Regions from separate parts of the Mus musculus genome. Here region 1 is linked to region 2. A link is a contact called in public Hi-C data. All regions are on one chromosome and are shown on one strand. Each heading gives the region's core, a stretch centred on a gene start, on an enhancer-like site or on the middle of the called end of the contact. The rest is flanking DNA. Distances are from core to core; before and after follow the strand shown.

Region 1 (6,067 bases), core at 1,724-4,223, 1.4 Mb after region 2:
AGTACGAGTTCTTAGGTGAGTTTACAAGACAGAACACGGAGAGCTAGTGCAGCAGGCAGGGAGGGAATCTGATTAGGCCAAGCACCAAAGGCATTCTTGATGATGTGGAGACAGGTTACTTATGAGGTACTGGTGAGCCCTCTCCCACAACCCTTCCAACTTCTGGGCCTCTGTACAAACCCTTAGGCTGCCTCCATAGGTGAGTGATGCTGGGGGCAGGACTGGGCGCACCCCAGAGGGGTTCTCCCTGGGGGCTGCAGGAGGGAGGGAGGGAGGGAGGCTGAGGAAAGCCTGCCTGGAAGGACCAGGGCCCAGTACCCCCACCCTCTTTGTTTTGGCTGAGGCACCTGAAGCTCTGGGGACTTCTGGCTGAGGTCAGCAAAGGCATCACCTAGTGCATGCTGGGTCTGCAACAGGCTGTAGAGGTGGGCTGTCAGTGCCCGGCCCAGCTGCAGGACACTTTCATACTTGCGCTTCGTCTCACGCAGCAACTCAATCTGCAGCTCTAGCTCCAGATCCACAGTCCGGGAGCCTCGGCCAAATCTCTCTGATAACAGCTGCTTTGTGCACTGATTGGAAGGGGGGGGGGGTGAGGTCAGAAATCTAAACTCCACCCCAACAATGAACTACTCCAGCACCCCCGTTCTCTTAGTCATAGCAAAGACTACACAGTAAGACCTGGGGAAAGGGAAAAGGTCCCCACGGAGAATTTCTGAGGAGAAGCACTTGAATCTTACCTTATATGTGTTGATGCCCCATTTCTTGACGATGTCAAACTTTTCTCCAGCGATGCCCCGGGCCACCTCGTCACCAGGGCCAGAGGGTGACGTGCTGTGAGATGGATGTCGGCCAGACCCTAAAGGACCAAGTTCTCTGACACCAGTTTCTCTTAGATAAAACCATACACTTCTGTGGCTCACTCCTCCCCCCCACCCCCCCAAACACACGAAATGACCTCTCTGAAGAAGGACTATCTAGACAGACAACTGCATTCTTCTGGTCACTAGGGGGAACAAGGACTCATGTCCTGACAACCAAATCAATTCAATGTATGTATCTGGCATTCTTGGAGTAGGGTAGGAGTGTTGTTGGTGTACGAGATAAGCGGGAATAGAAGCAAACATGACATGTGCGATTGGCAGGATCAAAGATGGTGAACACAGAAAAACAGAGAAGTTGGCTTATATTTCTAGGTAGAATTCTAGCCAGTAAAAGAGTCTAAAATGAAACTCTGAGAAGCCTCACAAAGCTCCAAACTGGCCTTAAGCTCCTGAGTGCTCATAACCTTAAGGTCTTAACTTGGCTCAGATGGTGGCGGCAAGGAGGAGAAGACGAGTGAGATTATCTTCGAGACTGACTGGCCAGTGGGAGGCAGATGGGCAACTCTGGGAGCTGGCCTGGGACTGGACTGTCTATGAACTTCACACCAGCAGTTCGCAAGCTCTCCAGTCCAGGAGTCAAGCTTTCCTGTATGTGTCTATGTGCCTGCAAACTGTCTCAACACCCCACCCCTCAAGCCTATCTCTATCATTCATACCTGTGGGGATGAGTCCGTCACCAGAGCCCCCATAGCCACCAGACACAATGCTAGTTTCATTGAGGTTGGGTCCTGACACCATCACCTGCTGGAGGTCCTATAGGTCAGAGAAGAGGGGGGCACCTCAGGAACACAGGGATGGATGAAACATTTTGGGGACGGAGACAGTGCATAGTAAAGTCTGTACAGAACCATAAAGAAGATTTGAAAAGTATGAAGGAGTTTAGTTAACTGAAGGCTACCGGGACAGGGGAAATTAAAGGTTTATAAGTCAGGAATGTATAACAAAACAATGAGAAGAATCAAACAGAAGCACCTGCTCCAGCCCATCGTCTTCAGGAAGCTGCCCAGCTTCGCCATTTCCGTGGATGGGAATCTCCATTGTGGCTGCCTTCCCTAGAATCCCGTCCGTCATGGCTAGGGAAGGGACTGGAGTCAAGGTCTCCACCCCAGCACGCTGTAAAGCCCAACACAGACAATTCTGGAAACTGGCCAGCACTCCAGAACAAGGAGGCCTTCCCTGTGTTCTCAGAGGTTTCAGGGGTTGTCTTTGGGCTTGGGTGTCCTGGGATCAGCCACCACGGCTTTCCTTGAGTTTGTGTGTTTCTTCTCTTCTGAGGACATTATCTCTACAGATGCATGCATACCAAAGCCTCGGGTGTCTTCTCATAACCCCCCTACCTCGCCTTCAGTAACCATTCATGCATTCAGTCATTCAACAACTATCTAGTGAGTGTCTATTATGAGTGAGATACTGAGGCAATGGGATTATAGCAGTGAGGACCAGAGGGGAGGTCTATGCTCTCTGGGAACTTAACCCTGCAGAGGCAATGTTTACCAGAACCCTTTCCTAGGCTCAGACTCTCACTTGCCACTCAGGCATGCTCTACAATCCTGGTCTTTCACATTCTTTGGTGTTCCTTCCCCTCTTCCTTCAGCCGGTCTGGGCTCTTCCTTTCTCCATCTCATGCACCTGACTCCCTTAGGCCCTCCCCAGCAGGCCTTGGTTGAAGCAGTTAGTGAATGTTCCTGGTGTCAGGTGAAAGGCTCTCTTTCCCAGGACACGGGCAATCCCTTCCAAAGTCAGCTGAAGCCTCCCAGATGTGAGGGGCTCCCCCCACCCCCATACACCTGGGCATCAGGTGTGTCCTCATCCTTGCCAAGGGCTCAGGGCATTTTGCCCTCAGTACAGGTTCGTGCGTTCAACTTCCCTTCGTCCAAGTATGTCCTTCTCACCTGGGCCGGGCCGCTCTTCCCCTCAGGGCGCGAGGCCCGGACCGCGCGGGGACCTCGGGTTCCAGTTCTCGTCGCGATCCTAGCAGCAGGTCAGAGATTTGGCGGAAGTGACATGCTCTCTGGGCAGAAGAAGCCGGCCACGTCGCAGAGAAAAAGGGCGGAAGTGACGTTTGCAGTTGTGGGCAGGACGAGCCTGGAGCTACGCCTTCAAGCTCTTGGGGAGTAGTGAGAGTTTACTTCCGGGGCGACTCTGAGAGCTCTAACCTCCCCCCTCCGCCCCCCCAACCCCGCGCCACCCTGCCACCCCGCCACGGGCGGAAGTGACTAGGGCTGTGCGCCCTTGGCGTGATGGAGCAGCAGCAGCAGCAACTGAGAAACGTGAGTGAGAGCGCAGTTGCTCTCTGGGTTAGACGTGCAGTTTGTTTCCAGGGGTACACGCAAGAACCCGAGGGGGAGACGGGCTGTGCATCCCGGGGAGCCTTAGCGGTGGTGAAGTCGTGGTTCCCTTTTCTCTCAGTTGCGAGACTTCCTGTTGGTCTACAATCGGATGACAGAACTGTGTTTCCAGCGCTGTGTGCCCAGCCTGCACCACCGAGCTCTGGACGCTGAGGAGGTGGAGACAGTGTGGGGGTCCCAGAGTTGACAACGTGACGTGACACCCTCCCCCAGCCCCCCATCTTCTCCCTCTTTCTTGACCTCACTCCTAGGCTGGGGACCGGGAAGGAAGGAGGCGGGCTTGACTGGACCCCTTTTAGTTTCTACTTCCCTCCGTCTTCCTTCCAGGAGGCCTGCCTGCACAGCTGTGCTGGGAAACTCATCCATTCTAACCACCGCCTCATGGCCGCTTACGTGCACCTCATGCCCGCCCTGGTCCAGCGCCGCATCGCGGACTACGAGGCTGCCTCGGCCGCGCCAGGTATTCCTGCAGAACAGACCAGAGACTCGCCATCAGGCAGCTAGCCGTCCCTGGCCCCTGGAGAGAAGGTGCTTGGATGGGCTCCTCTATGGACCTTGGGCTTATCTAAATGTGTACAGAGAGATTGAGCTTGAAAGCTGGGTGCTGTTGCTCCTTTTCTTGGAGCCAATAAACCCGTTTTTACAGTCTGGTTATTTGTCTATGGGTACCAGCCTTTATTCTGTCATCTAGTGCATGTGTACTGCCTTTAGCCCTGGAGGTTGATGTAGTGCCTTCTTATGTGTAGAAGGACAAATTCAGCATTCCCAGCACCCCAGCAAAAGCAGGGATTATGGGTAGAGCTTTAAGGTTAGTAATAGCAATGGGAAATTGGTTCCAAAAGGAGAGCTCTCAGTGGCTGTCCTTGGGACTAACTCAAGGACCTGAATATACATTGACTCATAACTAGTTTTTATTTTCAGCTGTCAAAAAGAATTGCTGTGAACCTAGGGGAAGAAGGTAAAACCAAACAACAAAAGCAGGAAGAAAACTCTACCCCCTTAGGCTTTAGCCACTGCTTCCTAGGAGGTCAGTGACAACAGAACAAAGACAAGCCTCTAAGAATTCAGGAATGTTGACCATTTCCCCAATTTACTCTCTTAGTACTTCCTGCCTTTGTGAAATTAGCAATAAAGACTTTAAACAAAGAAGTGCTTTCTTGTCTTCAGAGTCAGTCAGGAAGGCAGCATTGGTCAAACCTCAGGAAGAGAACTCGAGGGAGAGGGAGATGGTGTTAGGGAGGGATGGTTAAATGCCATCTGTGCCCCTCCTCTTCGGGTTTGACTGCTTGTCTAATCTAGTTTCAGCTCTCTACCCTGTGCCTTACACTAGTCTCACTGTAACTGCTCTGATGCCAGCTTCTCTATTCTTGTTTCATTACTCCCCACCCCCTCTTGTGGGATTCACATGTGTATTCAGGAGGAGTCCTTTCCTGGCAGCTGCCGGTTCTGTGACTTCATTCCTAGTGTGGAGATGGGGAAGGAAGGAGGATGTGGCATGTACCACCTTGTGGGGCTTCAAGGATGACAGCCTGCAGGGCAAGCGACAGCATGGGGTCTGCATTTATTACTGTTTTACAGGAGATGGAGCACAAGTACTTGTGCTTGCCAGGCAAGAACTTTTTTTTTTTTTTTTTTTTTAATGTCAGGCTATAAACCATTCTTAGTGCTCAATGGCTTCTGGACACTGAGCATAGAAAGAGCCACTTGCTCTTTGCCCCAATGTCACAGGCAGGGCTGAGCAGCTAGGCCAGGTCTGTGGTGCTGATCTAGGACAGCATCTTCAGGGCAGCAGGCAGGAACTTGTAACAACTAAGCTCCCCACTTCCTCTTCACTGCTTCCCGTAATTCCATCCCATCCCTTCCCTTCCAGTATTGCATCAGGTGACCAGCTTTCTTTTTTCTTTTTTCTTTTTTTTAAACAGAGGAATTAAATTCCTCGTCAAAACCAACTATTCACAGAGCAGATTTGCAGAGCAGATTTGCTGTCCTACCCCCCACCTATAGGTCAGAAATAGGCATCTATTTATTTATTTATTTATTTATTTATTTATTTAGAGATGTGGTCTCATGTACCCAAGGCTGACCTGGAAATTGTAACTAAAGATGACCTTGAACTCCTGGTCCTTCTGCCTCTACCTCCCAAGTGTTGGCCAGCCAAAAAGTTGAAAATCTTAGTTGATTCCATATTGAGAGGCAGATCTTGCTCCAAGGCTTGTTATACATGCCTGTAATCCTTAACAGGGCAAGAATTGTAAGTTTGGAAGCAGTCTGCACTGTTAGATCAAGACTCTACCAATAAAGTGCAGCTGGAACATTAAGCCTGATATTCTTTGCACTACAGCAGGCTGTTTCTCTAAATCGTGTCTGTTGAGTTATTTTGTATAAATTTATCATACTTACTCCTTTTAATTGTGAAACTAGGAGGTATTATTTTTCACTAGACAGGTAAAGAAGCAAGAAAGCAGACCTTAGGAGAGCCCTGTCTTACACAGTTCTTGGAAAGCAGATTTTGGTGTGTCACTTTCCTTTCTTTTCCTTTCCTTTCCCTTTTCTCTTTTCTTTTCTTTTCTTTTCTTTTCTTTTCTTTTCTTTTTTTCATTTTCCTTTTAGGTGGTTTTGCCGTGGACCCATTGGCCTTCAGCTTGTGATCCTCCTGTCTCAGCCTCCTAGATCCTGGAATTACAGACACAGGCTACAACCTGTTGCTAGATAATTCTTTAGGCATATAAAACTTGCTGACCAGGAGCTTCCTTAAAGAATGACCTGACTACAAGATTAATCTTATTCCTTGACAAGTACACATGTGAGTAGAGCAGCTTGTGAACTTGTTAGTTCCCA
Region 2 (6,100 bases), core at 321-2,820:
TTCATAGCCACACTAACAGAGAAAGAGAGAGAAAGAGAGAGAGAGAGAGGGAGAGAGAGAGAGAGAGAGAGGGAGGGAGGGAGGGAGGGGAGGGGAGGGAGGGGAGAGGAGGGGAGAGGAGGATAACTCAAGCAAATTCAAGAATGAAAGCACTGGCTTATGAACAGGGACAAGAACCAATTGTTGAGAAAGCAAAACCCACAAAATCAACCTTGACAGGATGTCTTCTGGGCACCTAGATCAGCTTGAGCAAAGCCATGATATCCCTAATCACACATCTCTCTCTCAAACTTTTTTTTTTTAATTTGACATTTTTAACATCAAACAAAAATTTAATTTTCATTCTTTAAAGGTAGAAAGAGGCTGTTGCAGTCATGTGCTCCTGACACTACAGAGACTTGGAAGTGGGGCTGTCAGAAAAGCTGGAGACCAGTCTGGGCAACATAAAACATATCCTCTCTCCAAGAAACCTTACAAAAGCTGGCACTTCGGGGAAAATCTTCAGATGTGTCATTGGAGCATGCTCATAGTAGTTTTCCCATCTTCAAACACCCCTTCCCCTCTGCGTGGGAACTGAACCCAAAGCTTGAAAAGTACCCTATCACTGAACTAAGTCACAGATGTCTTTTAAAAAAATATTCTATGAATGAGTCTTATTGAGTTGCTGATGATGGCCATCAATTTATAATCCTTCTGCCTCCTGTGTATCTGGAATCTCAAGCTGGGCTGAAGTTTATATTGGTATGGAGAAAATATCTGAAGGAGAAGGAAATAGCTGAAGTTATTCCCGGGCTTGGGACTGTCAAACAGGGTCGGTGATTAAATAACAGGCTCTCAGTCTCTGGTACTAAACTGAGAGAAACTCTGGGACTCTTAGAGGAGTATTTTGCAACTTTCTTAATGCTTCAACTCTTTAGAAAACTTCCTCGTGTTGTATTGACCCCAACCATAAAACTGTCGTCTTTGCTACCTCTTAACTATATTTTTCTATTGTTGTGAATCATAATATGAATGTATGACATGCGAGATATCTAAAGTGAAACTCCCGTGAAAAGGTCATTCAAACGGGTCCGATCCGGTAAAGAACCAAAGCTCTAGAGTATGCGGAAGTACCACTTTATCAAACAAAAACGCTTTAAAAAGCAGAGGCTCTGATCCAGCTTTGCTGCCTGAAAAAAGAATGACTGTCATAGACAACAATGTTCTGGATCTCGTCGACAAGGTACAATTCAAAATTACAGATTGTGAATCGGAAGGGGGAGACTAAATCTGGACAACAGGCATCTTTAAAGTAGTTTTTTTTTTGTTGTTGTTGTTGGTTTTTTGTTGTTGTTGTTGAGGAGGCACCTCCCTCAAGCTCCCCCATTTGCATTTTCAAACAGAGGCCAGTAGCCCCTCCCCCTTCCCCTCCCCCGCTTTTACAGGATAAACTGACCCAAGCAAAAGCAATGTTCTCCTTTCAAAGTCTTCAAAAGTCTGCCCCCTAAAATTGCTCAGCCCGTTATCAGACGCCAGAAAGTTGTAAACCAGGGAGAATTAACTCACCAATCCAGAACTTCAAGGTATTTCCGGCTAAAATCTAGAGAAAGGAAAGTTTGAGCTCTGGAAATGAAACAGAAACCACAACTCTACAGACCAATGAGATGCCTTTGCATAAGCCTGCAGAACCCCACTGACTGAGGAAGTTACCCTCATATCAGCATTGGCTGGCTCTGGAAACTGGGGAGGAGTTATGTGCAGAGCCAGGCAGAAACACCTCACCACCCTCACAGCAGAGAGTAATGAGCTGTAGAGGGCTCACCAGCTGCCCCATGGTCTCCTCCAGATTATGTATTATGTGGCTGAACGAACAGACTTAGTCCTTTTCCAGTGCTGATCTGATCCACCCATTCATTTCCTCCCTTTTAGGAGTCCCTCACCAGAATGTCTTGGAGGTTCCTATTTGGCTTAGAGGTGTATTGAACACCTATATAGTGACTCAGCACTAATGGATTAGAAGGGGGAAATCTGTAGAGCTGGGAATGAGGTTCAGTTGACATAGTGCTTACCTATCAAGCATGGAGCACTGGGATGGTCCTCAGAAGTGTACAAAACCAGCTGTGGTGGCCCCTGCGGTCTATCTTCCTTACTCTTCTACTGCTCTGATAAATACCATGACTAGGACAAGTTACAAGTAGAGTGTTTAATTTGGCACACACAGTTCCTATGGGTTAGAGTTCATGACCACCACAGTGGAGAGCCTGATAACAGGCAGGGAGACACGGTGCTGGAGCAGAAAGTGAGAAGTCACAACTGGAGACACAATCTTGACAGAAACCTGAGGCAGAGAGAGAATGGTGGTGTTGGTCAGAATCTATTGAATCCTGAAAGCTTGCACCCATGCCATACCTTCTCCAAGAATGCCACACCCCTAATCTTTCCTGAACAGTGTCCTGATAGCTGAGAGCCAAGTATTCAAAAGATCTTAGCCTTTGGGGCCATGGTTATTCAAACCGGCACAGGAAGCCACTGCCTTGCAGCTGGCTGCATGAGGATCAGGAGGTCAAAGCCATCCTCAGCCATGGTGACTGACATCAGGATGGCGTGGGAAACACCTGAAGCTTTCCAAAGAAAAAAGGAAGGGAGAAAGAAAGAGAGGAATCAATCAATAAATCACAAATTAATTAAAGAAAGTCAGTTGTGTGAGTGAATGTTGGAGAAGCCACCATCACCTGTCTCATCCCCTTTCCTGTTTGCCTCTCTAATTATTTCCCTACATTCTCTGATCTACTGATATATGGAATGATGAGTGACAGCAGACATAACTCTGTAGTTTGAATTTATTTCATATACTTACAACTGTCTTATACTCTTCTTCCTTTCAGATAGACTGACCCTAAATGAGCTCTAGCTCCCTTAGCCTCCCTAGTGCTGGGATCATGAACTTTTGCTGTTGTTGTTTAGTTTGACTTTTGACTTCAGTGATTGAACCACGGTCCTTGTGGATGCTGGGCTAGTGCTCTATCCATAGCTATACACTTACCTAAATTTCATATCTTGATGAGGTCATAAGCCTCACTGTTGTTCTTGCTGTGGACACAATTGCTTACAAACAATGCTTTGATGTTCCAAGTCTTCTGAAATGTTAATAGTTATGAAAAACCCTCTAACATTTCTTTTGAGGCAGGGATTTAGTCTATATTCAAGCCTGGCCTAGAACTCACTAAGGATTTAGAGTGTTTAGGATAGTTTCTAATTCCTGGGAATATTCCATCAAACCCTTGAGTTCAGGGATGAGAGGCAAGAACTACCATGTCTCTGCCTTTTCTACATTTTACTTAAGGCTTTCTCTGTTTCTTCCTAAGGCCTGTTTGGGAATTAAAACTATTAAATACCCAGACTATGATCTAACTCTGCATGAATGTTCTCTGTAGGCAGAATTCCACTCCCAACTCTGCAAAGATTAGACTTTACATTTAGTCTGCCATTACCCTCTGACCTCAGTGAAAAGGATGAAGGTGACCAGGTGAGCAAAGCACTGGCCACACTTTCAGTGAGCAGTGCTACCATGTGTGTGATTCTAACTGTGTGCAATACACATTGACATTTATTTCTAACAGAGGAAAGGGATTCCCATGGAACACGATTTGAGAGGAAATATTAAACAAAAAGAATTTTGAAGATCTATTAATTTGAACATTTTTTCTTAAGTATAAGTGTAGATTTATAATTTGATAAAAGTAAAAACACTTGTGAGTTTATATTCCAGGTATTCTCATTCTTCAAACAAAGCATGGCCACGGTTTTGAATGGGCTGCTGCATCCTCTGCCAGCTTGTGATGCAGCATCTGGATTGTACTTGCTGCCCTGTAAGTGCTCTCTCTTGCATTTTTCACACAGACAGCTGCTCTAAGGGGACTGAGTCCTCAGCAGCTGCCTTCCATGAGCCACACTAGCCTAAGTGAGTCTCCATGAAAGGGTGACCTGTCCAGTGTCACCTGGCTGTTCTAAGTCCTTCCTGGACATTAAAGAGCCTGGCTGCAGGCTCTTGCTGTGAATTCTCCACCACCCCCAACCCTGATGCCCTGCCAAGATCCCTTCATTCAATCTTCTCTGGTGCTGTGGCCTCAACTCCTCTGGGAACCACAACCTATGATGTGTCTTCTCTATCTCTGTCTGTTTATGTCAATATGAATCTTTAAATACACTCTGATTCCCCAGTAATCCTTCACAGTGTCCTCTTGAACTTCCTCACTTATCTGAAACCTAGCACATTTCCTTTTAAAGGTGTTGAGTTTTGGTCTGTTGCTATGTATTGTAAACCTCAACATAAAAGCAGACCAAACCAAACCAAAGCAAGGTCTTCCTGTGTACTGAGCCTGGCCTCAGATGCACAGAAATCTACCTGTCTTTGTCTCCTGAGTGCTGTGATTGTATCAAAACCATCATGACAGGATCTATTCATTAATCTCAATAATACTTTACTATAGCCACATCGAAAGGAAGACAAAACAGATAACATATTGAATACAACTTACATTCCAGAAAACAGGTCCTAGAAACATCCTATTGTTTACATTTCACAACACAACTGAAGGGAGTATTATTGGTATTATTATCATCATTATCATTCACTGTAAAATGGCAAATTATAGAATTTAACTTATTGATAAAAATGTAGCTAAACCACAAATACCCTCTCAAAAAATAAGAGTGAAATTTTAAAAATTAATTTATAGATATCTACAACATATTACAGTAGCCTTGATGGCAGTTCCCAGGACCTAACAGCAAGACAAGAGGAGAGTTACATCTCAGTTTCCCCAGTGACCCACTGATGTATGGAACACCAGTAGAGCACATCTCCCTAGTAATTAGCACAAACGCTAGCTACTGAGTGTACAGTGGATGCTTCAAGCATCCTGAACTTCTCTTACTAAAAACTCCCTAATTCATTTTGCATTTACATATATGTTTAGTCCTGTGTGTCCTGCAGCATGTGTGTGGAGGCATAAAATAATCTATGAGTTGACTGCCTTCTATCTTGTGAATCTGAATGATTGAACACAAGTCATCAGGCTTGGAGAAAAGGGCTTTTACCCTTGGAGCCTTCTAAAGATCCCAAATTTATTTTCTTGCAATGACCTACTGTATAGGTGCACTATTCATTCTAAAATTTAAAAAAAAAATGGGGGGGGGTTGGGACTGGGAGGTGGGGTGAGGCTTACAGGATGTTGTTCATGGTTACACTGCTATTTTCAGAGTTGGGTCATGTGATGTTTTTCTGAACACTGTCTTATGAGAGGATGTTTTTGCTGAAGCAGACACATGGGAGGAGGTATTGCTGAGAACAGACACATGGCGTTTTTCTGGAAGGTGCCTTGGAAAAGGGCATGTAGTATTTTGCTGGAGAGGACACTTGAGAAGATATATAGTGTTTGGAGAGGGTACAAGAATAACCCAACAGACAGTGGACATCTGTGGCATTGGTTTGCCTTGGCCCTCTTTACAGTTCTTTGCTGTGCTTTGCTGGTCTTTACTGGTCTTTGTTCCTTTTAGGGCGATTGGCAGAGCCTCATCGTTTCTTCTGGAATGAACTGCCATTGCTGATTCGCAATGGTGTTTGCAAGCAGATTGAGCTAGCACTGTTGATTTCTGTGATCTTTGTTTTGTTTTGTTTTTGATTTTTCGAGACAGGTTTTCTCTGTATAGCCCTGAGTGTCTGGAACTCACTCTGATCTTAACAGCTGATATCCTGACAGTGCAGACAGATTCACCTCAAAGAAGTATTTCTGAACAGGTCCACATCCTCCTGTGCTCCCCTCTAACCCCCATGTCATGCAGTGATGTTTCTCTGAGGTATAAAGGAATTAAATAATAGAATATGTAGTTCATAAGTAGTGGGCCACAGTATTGTCACTTATTTTATTCTGGCTTTAATTTTCTGATTTGATATAGTTATTTTTAGAATAGAAATTAGTTTTCTCTAAGAAGACATTGCAGTTGGTTTTGAGCCACAGTGTGGTTGCTGGGAATTGAACTTGGGACCTCTGGAATAGCAATGAGTGTTCTTTACTGCTGAGCCATCTCTTCAGCCCCATATTTTTAAAACAAAAATCCC

The links. Hi-C and Micro-C count contacts between places; a contact is called where the count stands out from the background.
Region 1: a Hi-C map of B cells shows a contact between it and region 2, with 6 read pairs. The contact joins the promoter of Timm10b here to the promoter of Trim5 in region 2. A contact is called at or near these places in 1 of 39 promoter capture datasets (pre-B cells), 1 of 484 Hi-C or Micro-C datasets (B cells) and 1 of 9 other capture datasets (adipose tissue).

What each region holds. Positions count from the first base shown.
Region 1 is chr7:105,637,472-105,643,538 of GRCm38.p6, forward strand. It overlaps Timm10b (translocase of inner mitochondrial membrane 10B), which reads left to right and starts at 2,974. Exons shown (of 3, transcript NM_019502.3): 1 at 2,974-3,151; 2 at 3,291-3,386; 3 at 3,557-4,375. The coding sequence starts at 3,122. The coding sequence ends at 3,733. It overlaps Arfip2 (ADP-ribosylation factor interacting protein 2), which reads right to left and starts at 2,945. Exons shown (of 8, transcript NM_029802.4): 1 at 2,774-2,945; 2 at 1,854-1,994; 3 at 1,538-1,634; 4 at 738-856; 5 at 348-569. The coding sequence starts at 1,952. Gm22504 (a small nucleolar RNA gene) reads right to left here and starts at 5,005; the gene lies at 4,867-5,005.
Region 2 is chr7:104,286,536-104,292,635 of GRCm38.p6, forward strand. It overlaps Trim5 (tripartite motif-containing 5), which reads right to left and starts at 1,571. Exons shown (of 8, transcript NM_001310602.1): 1 at 1,546-1,571.